4 separate regions of the Mus musculus genome follow, and all the other regions are linked to region 3. The links are chromatin contacts, called in public HiChIP or PLAC-seq and promoter capture Hi-C maps. All regions are on one chromosome and are shown on one strand. The core of a region is the stretch at or near the end of the contact, and the rest is flanking DNA. Distances in the headings are between cores, read along the strand shown.

Region 1 (2,903 bases), core at 383-2,882, 300 kb after region 3:
TGTTGGGTGGTGGCCTAGCTCAGCATAGCTCCACTCACACCAGTCTCAGTGTCTGTCAGGATCTGCCCAGGACCCTCTCACACTTGCCGCCCCCAATGCCTTCTTCTGGCAAATATGGAGCCCCTCTCCTACCAGAGGGAAAGGCTCCAGGCAACCTTGAATGTGCACTGCTCTCACAGGGCCCCTGGTCCTCCAATCCCTCACTAGACAATGTCTGTGTGCTTTCTCCCTAGAACCCTGGCCTCTCCCATATTCAGTCTCAGCATACACACTAATCTCTCTGGAAATGTTAGGTGACTGCACCAGCTAGCAAACATTGCAAGGTGGAGGGTGGGCATAGACAATAATTCAGGAATCACAAAATTCAACAATCCCTTTTTATTTAGTCCTTGATGTAAACACAATGTCAGTGGACCCTAGAAGCTTACAAGTCTTGGGGTGGGGGAGGCGTTAAGTCCAGAAGAGACTGAAGGGTGGGAGAGGGGAGGTGATCACTCGCTGTCAAGGAAGCCAATGGGCACCAGCGACCTCTCCCTCCCTCTCTCTCTCTCTCTCTCTCTCTCTCTCTCTCTCTCTCTCTCTCTCTCTCTCTCTCTCACACACACACACACACACACACACACACACACACACACACACACTTCCCCTAAGTCTGTCAGCTCCAGGGTGCTGAATGCAAGCAGCTGCCTGTCTTCACTTCCCTCGTCCCTCCCTCAGAATTCCTGCTCTTTAGAGGCCATCAAGCTCCTCGCTAGTATTTGAGGCCATCTTGTGGAAGGTTCAGGCATAACAGAAAGTGTGGCTGACTTCCAGGGGACTTGGTGTGGTGGACAGCAGAGCTTCGCTGAGGCTGGTCCAGGAGCTGTCCAGGGCTCTGCTCCTCACCGCAGACATCAGCTCCTGGGATCCGTATCTCGCCATCTCTACCCCAGGCCCTCACATCTGGCTCAAGTGGGTGGAGGTGGGATCACAGACCTCGAACACCACTGTTCTTTGTCCCGCACAGATGACCCAGAAGCCCCCAAAGCTGTTCCCTAGAGGGGCAAGTCCAGGCCTCTGGCCAGATCAAAGGCTGGGTTCCTCCGACTCCAAAAAAGGCGACGAGGAAAAGGGGGATCCACTGGACTCGGCCACCAAGGAAGAGGGCTGCGGCACGTTGCTGTGGCCCGTGTGGGCGGGCGGCGGGGAGGTGGCGGGAGGTGGCGCGCCGTCGGGGGTGGCGCTCAACAGCTCCTGCAGGTACTTGATGTAGCGGATGGCGGCGCGCAGTGTCTCCACCTTGCTGAGCCGCTTCTCAGTCAGGGCGCCGGGGAGGTGGCCGCGGAGGCGCGCGTAGCCCTCATTCACGCACTTGACGCGCTGCCGCTCTCGCTCGTTGCGCTTCTGGATGAAGGCAGGCTCGAACGGGTAGTCGTAAACCCCGAAGGCGCCGGGAAAGGGCACGTAGGGGAACACCCCAGTGTAGGCGTCGTAGTAAGGCGGCTCGGAGTGGCCGGGGTACAATAGAAAGGGTACGTTGCTCAAGGGTTCGGTGGCTGCCAGCGGCGTCTGTCCAGCAGGGGCCACGACACCTAGCTGCATGCCCCCCGGGGGCCCACGGTCCACCAGAGCTCGGCAGAAGTTACTGTTCATTGTGCCTCGTGGAGCTGGACCCAGAGTGAGGCCCTCTGAAAGGCCTCTGCACGGGCTCTGTGTGGTCCTGACAAAGGGGACAAGTCACATTGCTAGCACTCTGGGGTGCTGCGAGTTGCTAAGGCTTCATTTTGCCTTTTTGGGTTGGCTTGGACTCCTTAATGTGAGTCATAGCTCTGGACAAGTGCAGCAGCTAGCAGAGGCACAGCAGGTATCTGCTGTGGTCGCGCCTGCGGTGACATGTGTTGAGCAATCTGAGCACTTTCTCCCTCTTCCCTGCCTGGTCCTCCTGGACTGAGAGTCTTGCCTCTTCCTGCAGTCCAAGGCCGCCAGCACTGCCCCTGGCTCTAGCTGCGAGCCTCCATGACCAGATTCCCCCAGCGCCCAATTCTTGTTCCTCACTGGATCTTTTTGCAGGATCCCGGATCTGCGGGGGATGTGGGCAGAGGCGGAGAGCCCGTCAGCTCAGCAGAAGAGTTCCCAGAACTTTGCTAAAAGTAGAGAAAAGTGAACATATCACTAAGGAAAGGCCTTTGTGGTACTCCTATCTCCAGAAACAATCAAGAGGAAAGAGGGCGGGGATTTGGAGAACTGTTGGTCTGAGCTCAAATCTAGGGTTCACTCCTCAATAGTCAAGTGACATACATCTTAGAGTCAGAATTCCATATTTGGAGAGACAGAAAACATCCTTTATAGTTCCTAAGATGAGAACCAAAAGAGTACAAACACATTCCAAAGCACCCGGTACTTGGCCTGGCAGATAACGGCAGCCATTAATATCATTTCCTCTGAGAATTCAGATCATCTCCTCAAGGCTACCTTCCAGGGCCTGACAACTAAAACTTGAGACAGTCTACTGGGACAGGGGGTTTAGAGAGATGGCTTTGTGATTAAAAGCAGGTACTGCTTTTTACAGAGGACTGGGTTTCCAGCAGCCAGGAGCTCACAACTGCCTGTAACACTCACTATAGAGGATCAGAGTCCCTTTGCTTCCAAGAGCACTGTGTCCACCTGCACATATCCATACAGAGACACATTTAACTGTAATACCATTGTTTAACGGAGCTAATCGAACTAGCAGGAGGAGTTGGAGCAACTATCTCAAGTTAGCCCAAGCCCCTCTCTGGTGAATGAAAGATAACCCTGATTACAAAGCCCTGGGGGTTAGCTATTTCAAAGCTTCCTGCCCCGCAGACTGTTGTCACCTTCCCCTTCCCTGTCCCAGGTCACATGGGTCCAGGAGGACATATGGGTCTCAAACCCTCTTGGCT
Region 2 (2,700 bases), core at 70-2,569, 350 kb before region 3:
CACACCCCAAGCAGGCTTACCACCCTCCACCTTGCTTTTCTTTTCTTTTCTTTTTTTTTAATTTATGAAACGCTTCACAAATTTACATGCCATCCTTGCAGCAGGGGCCAGGATGTATCATTCCAATTTTAGTATATGTGCTGCCGAAGTGAGCACTCTTTTCTTTTTTTTAATTAAAATTTTCTTTTTGAGAATGTCATACATAAATAGTTTCCTCCCTAATTGGGAGTCCCAGTGCTATTATTAGTTTTGGGTTGGTTTTTTGTTTGTTTGTTTGTTTGTTTAGTTTTTCGAGACAGGGTTTCTCTGTATAGCCCTGGCTGACCTGGAACTCACTTTGTAGACCAGGCTGGCCTCGAACTCAGAAATCCGCCTGCCTCTGCCTCCCGAGTGCTGGGATTAAAGGTGTGCGCCAGGTTGTTTTATTTTTTTAAGTTTTTTGCTCTTTTTGTACTGGGACACAGAGCTACACATCAGCCTCAAAAGGCTAGTTTTTCATATCTAATGCATCACAGAACTCTCTAGAATCTCCCTATTTATACTGCAGTGTCACCTACACACACACATACAGTGAAGTCATACATCTTTACGTGCACAGCACCAAGAAACTAGAAACATCTAACATCCTATCTGTGAGAAATATGGAGAATTCTTACACCACAAATTCAAAAAAGGCAAAGAAAACACAAAACACATATAATTTGGGGTTTCCCATACGTTCCTGGATCAAAAACAACATCTAAGGTTGCTATTTTAAAGCCAAATTAAAGTGTTGATGTATATGTGTGTGTGTGTGTGTGTGTGTTTATGACAGGAAACGTCCCTAACAATAACACTTTATTTCCTGCAAACTACAAATAAATTCCATGCATTCCCATGCTTACTTTGCTCTGGAGCCCAGGGCCACTGACTCAGAGTCCGAGACCTCCTGTGTCATTGAGAAGAAAGTTTCTGTTAGGGCCCTAAGGTCTTTCTCAATGTTTTGAACCACTTAACAAAGAATTTGACAAACTGAGATACGTGAAACCTTAGTCACCAAGGACGGCTTCTACGACCTCAGTCTACAGGTATTTTTACCGAGCCATCCCTGAGTCACCAGGCTCTGTAAAAAACTCCAGTATGATCTTGTTTCACTAACCTTCACATCTTTTCCTAACGGAGCTTGCCGCCGGTGGTCACGTGGTACTGATCCTCTTCCTTTTCGGGGCGCAAGCAGCAGAGATTCAAGGCAGTCCGGTAGCCCGATCCGCACCCACACAAAAGTGTTTGGTAATCGCTAACTAAACAAAGAGGAAACGGCCAGGCCTGAAGCCACATTCCCAAACTGATTCCTCGGAACATTCCTCCTTAGAGGTGCCTGCTGACCCAGGGCGGTGGCTAACCCCCTGCTGTGCACAGGAATCCACCAGGCCCACATCTTACAAGCCTCTCACTCAGCGGTCCCCAAACTTACTGGACACTCCCTTTTCTCTAGCATCGTCATTAACATTCCACCTGTACCTTAGGCCTTGCCTGTCTGGTCAGTTCTGCTGAATTCACAGCCCCAGGTATTGTGGGTAATTATCCCTTGCTTACTCCAGGAGTAGTCAGAAGTCAGGATGTCCGTTTGTTTTTGATGGAGGGGACTGGGCCTCAGGCATGCCTGGCTTTCCTCTACCACCGAACTTCCTACCTGTTAGAATTTATGTCCTTTGGTGGGAAATGCTCAAATCCAAAATCCATTGGTCTGTCACTACCAGTTTTCCAGGGGAGACAGGGTGAGGTAGCCTCGCTTCCTACTCACCTCTTTCCTGGCATTACAGAATATGCCAATTCCTTGGCCTGGCACTTGACCTACATGACTGAGAGCTTACAAACAGGAGTTGCAGTCTGAATTCAGAGTCCAGTCTCCTCTGTTTAATAGACCTTGGGCAAATTGTTTCACCTCTCTGAGCTTCAAGGTTTCTATCTGTGAAACAGAATAAAAGGTACCTGGCTTTTGAAAGAAAGGTTTTTTTCTAGAGCAGATTAAATTGGCTACGTAGCCGGGCAGTGGTGCCACATGCCTTTAATCCCAGCACTTGGGAGGCAGAGGCAGGCTGATTGCAGAGTTCAAGGCCAGCCTGGTCTACAGAGTTCCAGGACAGCCAGGGCTATACAAACCCTGTCTCAAAAAAAAAAAAAAAAAAAAAAAAAAAAAAAAAAAAAGTGGCTATGTAAAGCCTGAAGTATGCTGGCTCTGGGGCACACGCCCTAAGTGCCAAGAGCTGGTTTTCCGGTGCCCTTGGCCCATCTTTAGTTAATACAGCTTTAACACCTGGGACAGAAGACAGAGGAAATGGAAAGTTGGGCTGGAAGGGGAAGAGGGCGCCTGCGGAAGCATTTTACAATGTGAAGTGAGGTCAGAGGCACAGACACAAAGATCAAAGCCTCGCAAAGTAGGAGGTGGGTGTGTCCCAGTCTGAGGAGCCAGGTCCTACCTCCAAAACCTCCCCGCTGCACTAAGCACCCAAGGATGGGACCTCTTCCCTTTCTCCCCTCACAGTCACCAAAGGCCATCGCAACCAAAGGATGAGAGCTGAGGGCAGGCACCGAATGCACTTCCCTAACCACAGAGACAGAGTTAAACATTGTTTTAAAAGGGGTGTGCTCAGCAAGTATTTGTCGAATAAATAAAAGCTTTGCGTGAAGGAGAGTTAAGTATGCCCGTGACTAACTGAG
Region 3 (2,716 bases), core at 208-2,707:
CCAGTTAATACATTAATTTTTCAAAGGGGCTTGCCCATGAGAAAAACCCTATTAATATTAATTGAATTACTAAAAAAATATGCCAATCACCCAATGGCATATTATTTCTAGTGCCTTTTTTCCTGCTTGGCATTGTTAGTGGGGCTTATCTGTAATGCCTTATTGGGTTCAAGGAGGAGTGTTTCTGGGGATTAAACAGAAATCAAAAGGGAGGGGCTTGCTCCTGGAGCTGCCCTTTTCGATAGTAGGGATCAAAACGCCTCCCCTCATGTTTCATATGTCTCCCATCTTAACGGCTGATGATAATAGGGAGGCCCTAGTCGTACAAAGTAAGATAGTTCTGGGTTCAGACTGTGACTATGCCTTTACTATATCTGCAATTTAAGAGGCTTTTCTGACTCTTAGCTCTCTCATCTGTAAAATGAAAACCACCCAGGATTACATAAATTAAAATCAGATGTGTTAAAACAAGAAGTGGGGAATTAGAAAGTTAACCAAACTCGGTGTTAACTACAGTAACATTCTCCCTTTGACCCTAGACATTGATAGAGCAACTACTGTGAGGTTTAGCATCATATAGGTGTCAGAGACAAGGCAAGTCAGCTTGAAAGCTAAAGACAGTTGGTGGTTGGAATGCAGTGTGACAAGTTATGACATAAAGGACATACATTGCTCTGGAATCAGTTCTGCACGGGAAGTTGGCAGTATCAGGGAAGGCTTTCTGGAGGGAGTGACTACTGTGGACAGAGACCACAGAGACAGGCAGCGCACAGCTCTGAGAAAGCATACCCATGTGGGGGAACGGAGAGAGTTCTGGCAAGACGAACTGCGACAAATCATAATTGTGGATGTTCTTTGTGGAAGGGTTTATGTTTCTTTCTACGAGGAAACAGAAGGTACCAAAAAACCGGATCCTTCACTTAGAAAACTTAAGTGGGGAGTATCAAGTTAAAACGTCATGACGTGAAATGTATACAGCTTTGGAGAGTTTAAACCTGACCTTCAACCCTGGTTAAACCCCATGGGTGACTTAAGTTACTGCATCCCTCCATAATTTCGTGGTCAACCAGCTGTATCACCTCTCTCAGGGTTACTGCAAGGATTAAATGGGTGTGCAAGGCAAATTCTCAGCAATACGCGTGTGACATAAGCAGCATTTGAAACAAATATCAATTCTCTTGGCTGAACCACGTGTAGCGGGAGGAGAAAAGCCTCTCCTCTCCCTTTCTTTCCTTCCCTCGTCCAGCAGTGTCGGCGGCAGCAGCCCAAAGCTGCGGATGTACAGAACGTCCAATCCAGCGGGCACTGTGCTGATTAATGGATAGGGGCGCGGAGCCCATCGCGGGCGGCAGCGAGGCTGGGCATGCTCAGTGCGCATGGCGGCGCAAGACAGCGGCGGGGGCGGGGCCGGGCGCGCCAGGCGCATGCTCAGTGTTCCCATCTGCTCTTTCCATCCAGTGCCGCAGCCGGAAAACCGCAGCGACGGCGGCGGCGGCGGCTGAAGGGGAGCGAGGCGTCCGGCCACGGGAGGGGTAGCGGAAAATACGAGGACAAGCCCGATAAGGCAGGAGCCGAGGGCCCGTGATTTGATTTGCGGCCTCCCCCAGGCCGCTGCCTTGGCCCTGAGCTGCGCCGAGGAGGCGGGCGGCGGCGATCGGAGCGCCGGAGAAGCGCCGGGCCGCGGGCGGCTCGCGCGCTGCAGCGATTCTGACGTTTTCCGCGGCGGGTCCCGCGGCCCGAGGGGCGGCCGTGAGTGAGGCGGGGCGTGCGCGCTCCGCCATGGCGGGGACACTGTCCGCGACGTGATCGTCCAGGCTGCCCCCGCCCGAGCATTCCGGGCCCTCTCAGCCGCCACCCTCCTGCGAGCCCGTGTGACTAAACGGAGACAAAGGGGAGGCGGAGGGGCAGACCCGGGCCGGAGCGAGCGCGGCCGGGTGCCGCCTCACGTCTATGCCCGGGGCCGCGGCGGCTCCCGCGGGCGGCGGACTCGCGACGAGCACAGCTGAGCTTTTCCGTGCCCGGCGCCCGGGAGGGCCGCGACCGGCGCGGACGATCTGAACTCCTCTCTCCGCCACACCATGTGAAGGCCGTCGTCCCTCCATCCCAACCAGCCGCCGTGAAAGATGGGGGATGCTGCAGACCCGCGGGAGATGAGAAGGACGTTCATTGTTCCAGCCATCAAACCCTTTGACCACTATGACTTCTCCAGGGCCAAAATCGCCTGCAATCTGGCCTGGCTGGTGGCCAAAGCCTTTGGGACAGGTAAGTGGTGTCGTCCCTTTCCTCTTCCTCCCGATGCTGTCCACATCCCAGTTTTTGTTCCTGATTCCAGCCCCCTCCCCCATGTGTATCTTCCGGTACAGGTTTAGGGAGATGACGGGAGACGAGCTCTAGGAGAAAGAAAGAAGGCAGGTTTGGTCTTAAATGAGGTGCCCTTGACTGACGCGGGAGGGGTTGACCGGGTTCCTTTTATTGAATAGCGTGTGTCTAAATTCCGCGAGCAAATTATCGTGTTTTCCCAAAATGGCTCTAATGTGTGGTGTTTTCCTTATTATCTTGCATACGTTTCCCTTTCGGTCATAATTGTGGTTACCATACCAAGAAATCTGAGCTTATTACTGGAAGAAGGTGGGGTACTATATTGATCTTGACATTTGTAATGGTGGTTGCTAGTCAGGCTATGTAGGATGAAAGGTGGTCAGTGTTGAAGTGCAGT
Region 4 (2,700 bases), core at 8-2,507, 430 kb after region 3:
AGCTAAGGTCTGCTTTATAGCAATCTGCTGTGCAGGTGGTTCCTGTGACTGACGTCTGGAGAACAGCCGAGCTGCCTGTATGTGGTACCCACCTCTCTGGAAGAGAGGTGACAACCATCACGGGGTTGCAGTCAGTCTCCTTGGTGCATAAGTAGCAACCAGTCTTACTTTGTGATTTCTATGCAGATTAAAGGAGCAAGCAGAAGAGGACTCCTGTGGGCAACAAGGTACAGCTACACCTGAAGGCAAAACCAACGGCATTCAGTCACTGAGACCCTCAACCTAAGCTGACAAGATGTCACGGCTGCGCACATCAGTGATGGACACCCAGAACCAGAAACCCGAGGCATCAAGAAATGCATAAGATATTTCCAGTATAGCTTCAGTGGGTAAAGCAGGGTGTGATGCCTTTAAGAAAGATTGCCATCAAAGTGCTTTTAAGACTCAGCTGCTGTCACACACCAAATGCACTGCTGTGTCACCCTCCATCGCTCAGGAGGGTGCCACATGCTTGAAACATCCCCACACACATCCCAAGGTTGTGTGCACATAGAAGAGAACACACACAGTCCTTGGCACATAGTAGGGAGTTTTTCCAGTAAGGGTCTGAGTAGGTTTCAAGTTAGTGTTTATCTCAACTTCTCATTGGACGCCAGGCATTGGTGTGGGGGTAGTACATGCCTTTTCAGAGAAGGTCCATTATTGACAGGATTTCTGTGTTGGGTGTATCCACAAGTGAGTGTTACTTTGTGGGTTGTTTTGTTTTTTAAGTCTTGCCTTGCCCCTGCCCCTGACTTCACTCCCTTCAAGCTAAAGGCACTCTCTTTGGCCAGTGGCAAAAGATCCCTCATCCATCAGCCTGAGAGCTCCCAAGGAACAGGGCTGGTCTCTGACATGATCTCAATGCTTGAGGGTCGCTTTGCTTTAGGGGGCGAGGGGAGGCGGAGAGGGGGAACTGAGCTAGAAGAGCTCCCTTTTCCTCGACAGAGGTCCCCCGTTGGTCCTTAGCTGAGCACGCACTTTCTCCTGGAGGCAGCAGAAGCAGGACCCAGGGGCGTCTCCCCTGGACGTCACCTGGAGAGGAAGGACGAGCCTGGGAGCATTGCACACCGGGCACTCCCCGCCGCCCAGCACACACACCCCAGCTCCCTCCTGGCAGCCACAGTGCCCTGCAGCTCGCGTCTGAGCGGCGGCCTGCGGAGTGGGTGGCGCAGGGCAGGGGTGGTATATCCTGTCTGACGGAGGGCGGGTCCGGCCAGTGCCTACTGAGGGACGAGCCGGGGCGGAGGCGCCAGGAGCAGCAGCCGGGAGCCCTCACGCGGACCAGCGCTCTATGGCCAAAGGGAGCCGCTGAGAGGAGAACAGGCGCTCGCTCGCACCCCGGCTCGCACTCTCGCTCCCCTGGCCCGCACTCGCACCCTCGGCTCCCCTGGCCCGCGCCTCCCGCCACCATGAACCACTCTCCGCTCAAGACCGCGCTGGCGTACGAATGCTTCCAGGACCAGGACAACTCCACGCTGGCTTTGCCCTCTGACCAAAAGATGAAGACCGGCACGTCGGGCAGGCAGCGCGTGCAGGAGCAAGTGATGATGACCGTCAAACGGCAGAAGTCCAAGTCTTCCCAGTCGTCCACCTTGAGTCACTCCAACCGAGGTAAAGGCGCGCGGGCTGCGCGCGGAGCCCTTGGGACGGTGCGTCCCTCCCGATGCGCTTCCGTCGCCCCGTTGGGGACTGAATGTCAGCCCGCTTTGACGGAGTCTGTGAAGAGTGCCCACATCTCAGCAGTCAGGCCATTGCCACAGGGTGGACCCGGCCGCCCCCAGCTAGCCTGCTGCTGGGGATTGATGGCACGCTGTGGGTCAGGATGGGTAGCTCACTGGGGGACACAGCTGGGATTAACTCCTGAATCCAGATGGCTCTCTTTTCCCAGTCCTGCTTCAGGGGCACCAGCCTCCGATTATCTTCAAGTGTCTGTCCTAAAGTTTCAGACCCGGGTGCTCTCGCCTACCTCTCCCCACATCCTCTCATTCATGTTCCTCAGGCTTTGCAATCGTCAAAACCGGCTTGCGCCCAATAGGAGAGAGACAATAACCCTAGTGAAGGTGGTGTTTGAAGGAGGAAAGGGAGCGACTCAATTACTGTGATGGAGTTTGGTTCAGGAGAGGCATTATGGAATTGGGGGGGGGGTCAGGGAGCGCCCCCTACACACACACACACACACACACACACACACACACACACACACACACACACACACGTCCCTGGGATCCCTTGATATTTTACATAGAGTCTCTAACCAAACCAAAGATGCAAATCTGACTAGAAGACTATCATGGGGCCAGTTCTCTGTTAACAAGGAAGGAGGTGTGAGTGCTCACTCTCTTTCTCTAATCCTTAATACAGAGCCCCCTTCCCCTGACCCACCTTAAGTAGAAAATAGTGTCAAACCGGAACCAAAATGGATTGGGGGGGCACCACTCCCAGTCTCAACTGAGCCCTCTTCACAGTGAGTTTGGGCTTCCAGTCCTGTCCTCCCCGATGGCCCTGATGTGTGAGTGACAAGCCTCAGTTTGGGGGAGGCCAGGAGAAAGGGACCAGGTCCCTGAAGCTGAAGGTGGAAAGTGCACCTGACAAGGTGTTACAGGTGGGAATTTTAGAGTGAAATTTTCATACAAAGGATTCCCAGTAAGAAATATGCTA

What was found. Promoter capture Hi-C pulls out the DNA fragments that hold promoters and counts their contacts. HiChIP or PLAC-seq counts read pairs in DNA pulled down with a chosen protein or histone mark.
Region 1: a promoter capture Hi-C map of embryonic stem cells shows a contact between it and region 3, with 4 times the contacts expected there. The contact joins the promoter of Ascl5 here to the promoter of Camsap2 in region 3. A contact is called at or near these places in 12 of 39 promoter capture datasets (the 3T3-L1 cell line, the HPC-7 cell line, HPC-7-derived erythroid cells and 7 more), 1 of 15 datasets of contacts at CTCF or cohesin (large pre-B cells), 9 of 484 Hi-C or Micro-C datasets (the G1E-ER4 cell line and embryonic stem cells), 14 of 115 datasets of contacts at active chromatin or transcription factors (the SCID.adh cell line, embryonic hindbrain, embryonic stem cells and 5 more) and 1 of 9 other capture datasets (embryonic stem cells).
Region 2: a contact with region 3 is called in a FOXA1 HiChIP or PLAC-seq map of pancreatic cancer cells. The contact joins the promoter of Platr22 here to the promoter of Camsap2 in region 3. A contact is called at or near these places in 1 of 39 promoter capture datasets (liver), 1 of 484 Hi-C or Micro-C datasets (LSK cells) and 3 of 115 datasets of contacts at active chromatin or transcription factors (extraembryonic endoderm stem cells, memory CD8 T cells and pancreatic cancer cells).
Region 4: a promoter capture Hi-C map of fetal liver shows a contact between it and region 3, with 2.5 times the contacts expected there. The contact joins the promoter of Pkp1 here to the promoter of Camsap2 in region 3. A contact is called at or near these places in 2 of 39 promoter capture datasets (fetal liver and stem cell-derived epiblast-like cells).

The regions. Positions count from the first base shown.
Region 1 is chr1:136,049,533-136,052,435 of GRCm38.p6, reverse strand. It overlaps Ascl5 (achaete-scute family bHLH transcription factor 5), which reads right to left and starts at 1,632. Exons shown (of 1, transcript NM_001270609.1): 1 at 1,066-1,632. The coding sequence starts at 1,632. The coding sequence ends at 1,066.
Region 2 is chr1:136,694,830-136,697,529 of GRCm38.p6, reverse strand. It overlaps Platr22 (pluripotency associated transcript 22), which reads right to left and starts at 1,319. Exons shown (of 5, transcript NR_037986.1): 1 at 1,139-1,319. It also overlaps the pseudogene Gm24086.
Region 3 is chr1:136,344,845-136,347,560 of GRCm38.p6, reverse strand. It overlaps Camsap2 (calmodulin regulated spectrin-associated protein family, member 2), which reads left to right and starts at 1,457. Exons shown (of 18, transcript NM_001347109.1): 1 at 1,457-2,262. The coding sequence starts at 2,124.
Region 4 is chr1:135,917,764-135,920,463 of GRCm38.p6, reverse strand. It overlaps Pkp1 (plakophilin 1), which reads left to right and starts at 1,257. Exons shown (of 14, transcript NM_019645.3): 1 at 1,257-1,653. The coding sequence starts at 1,452.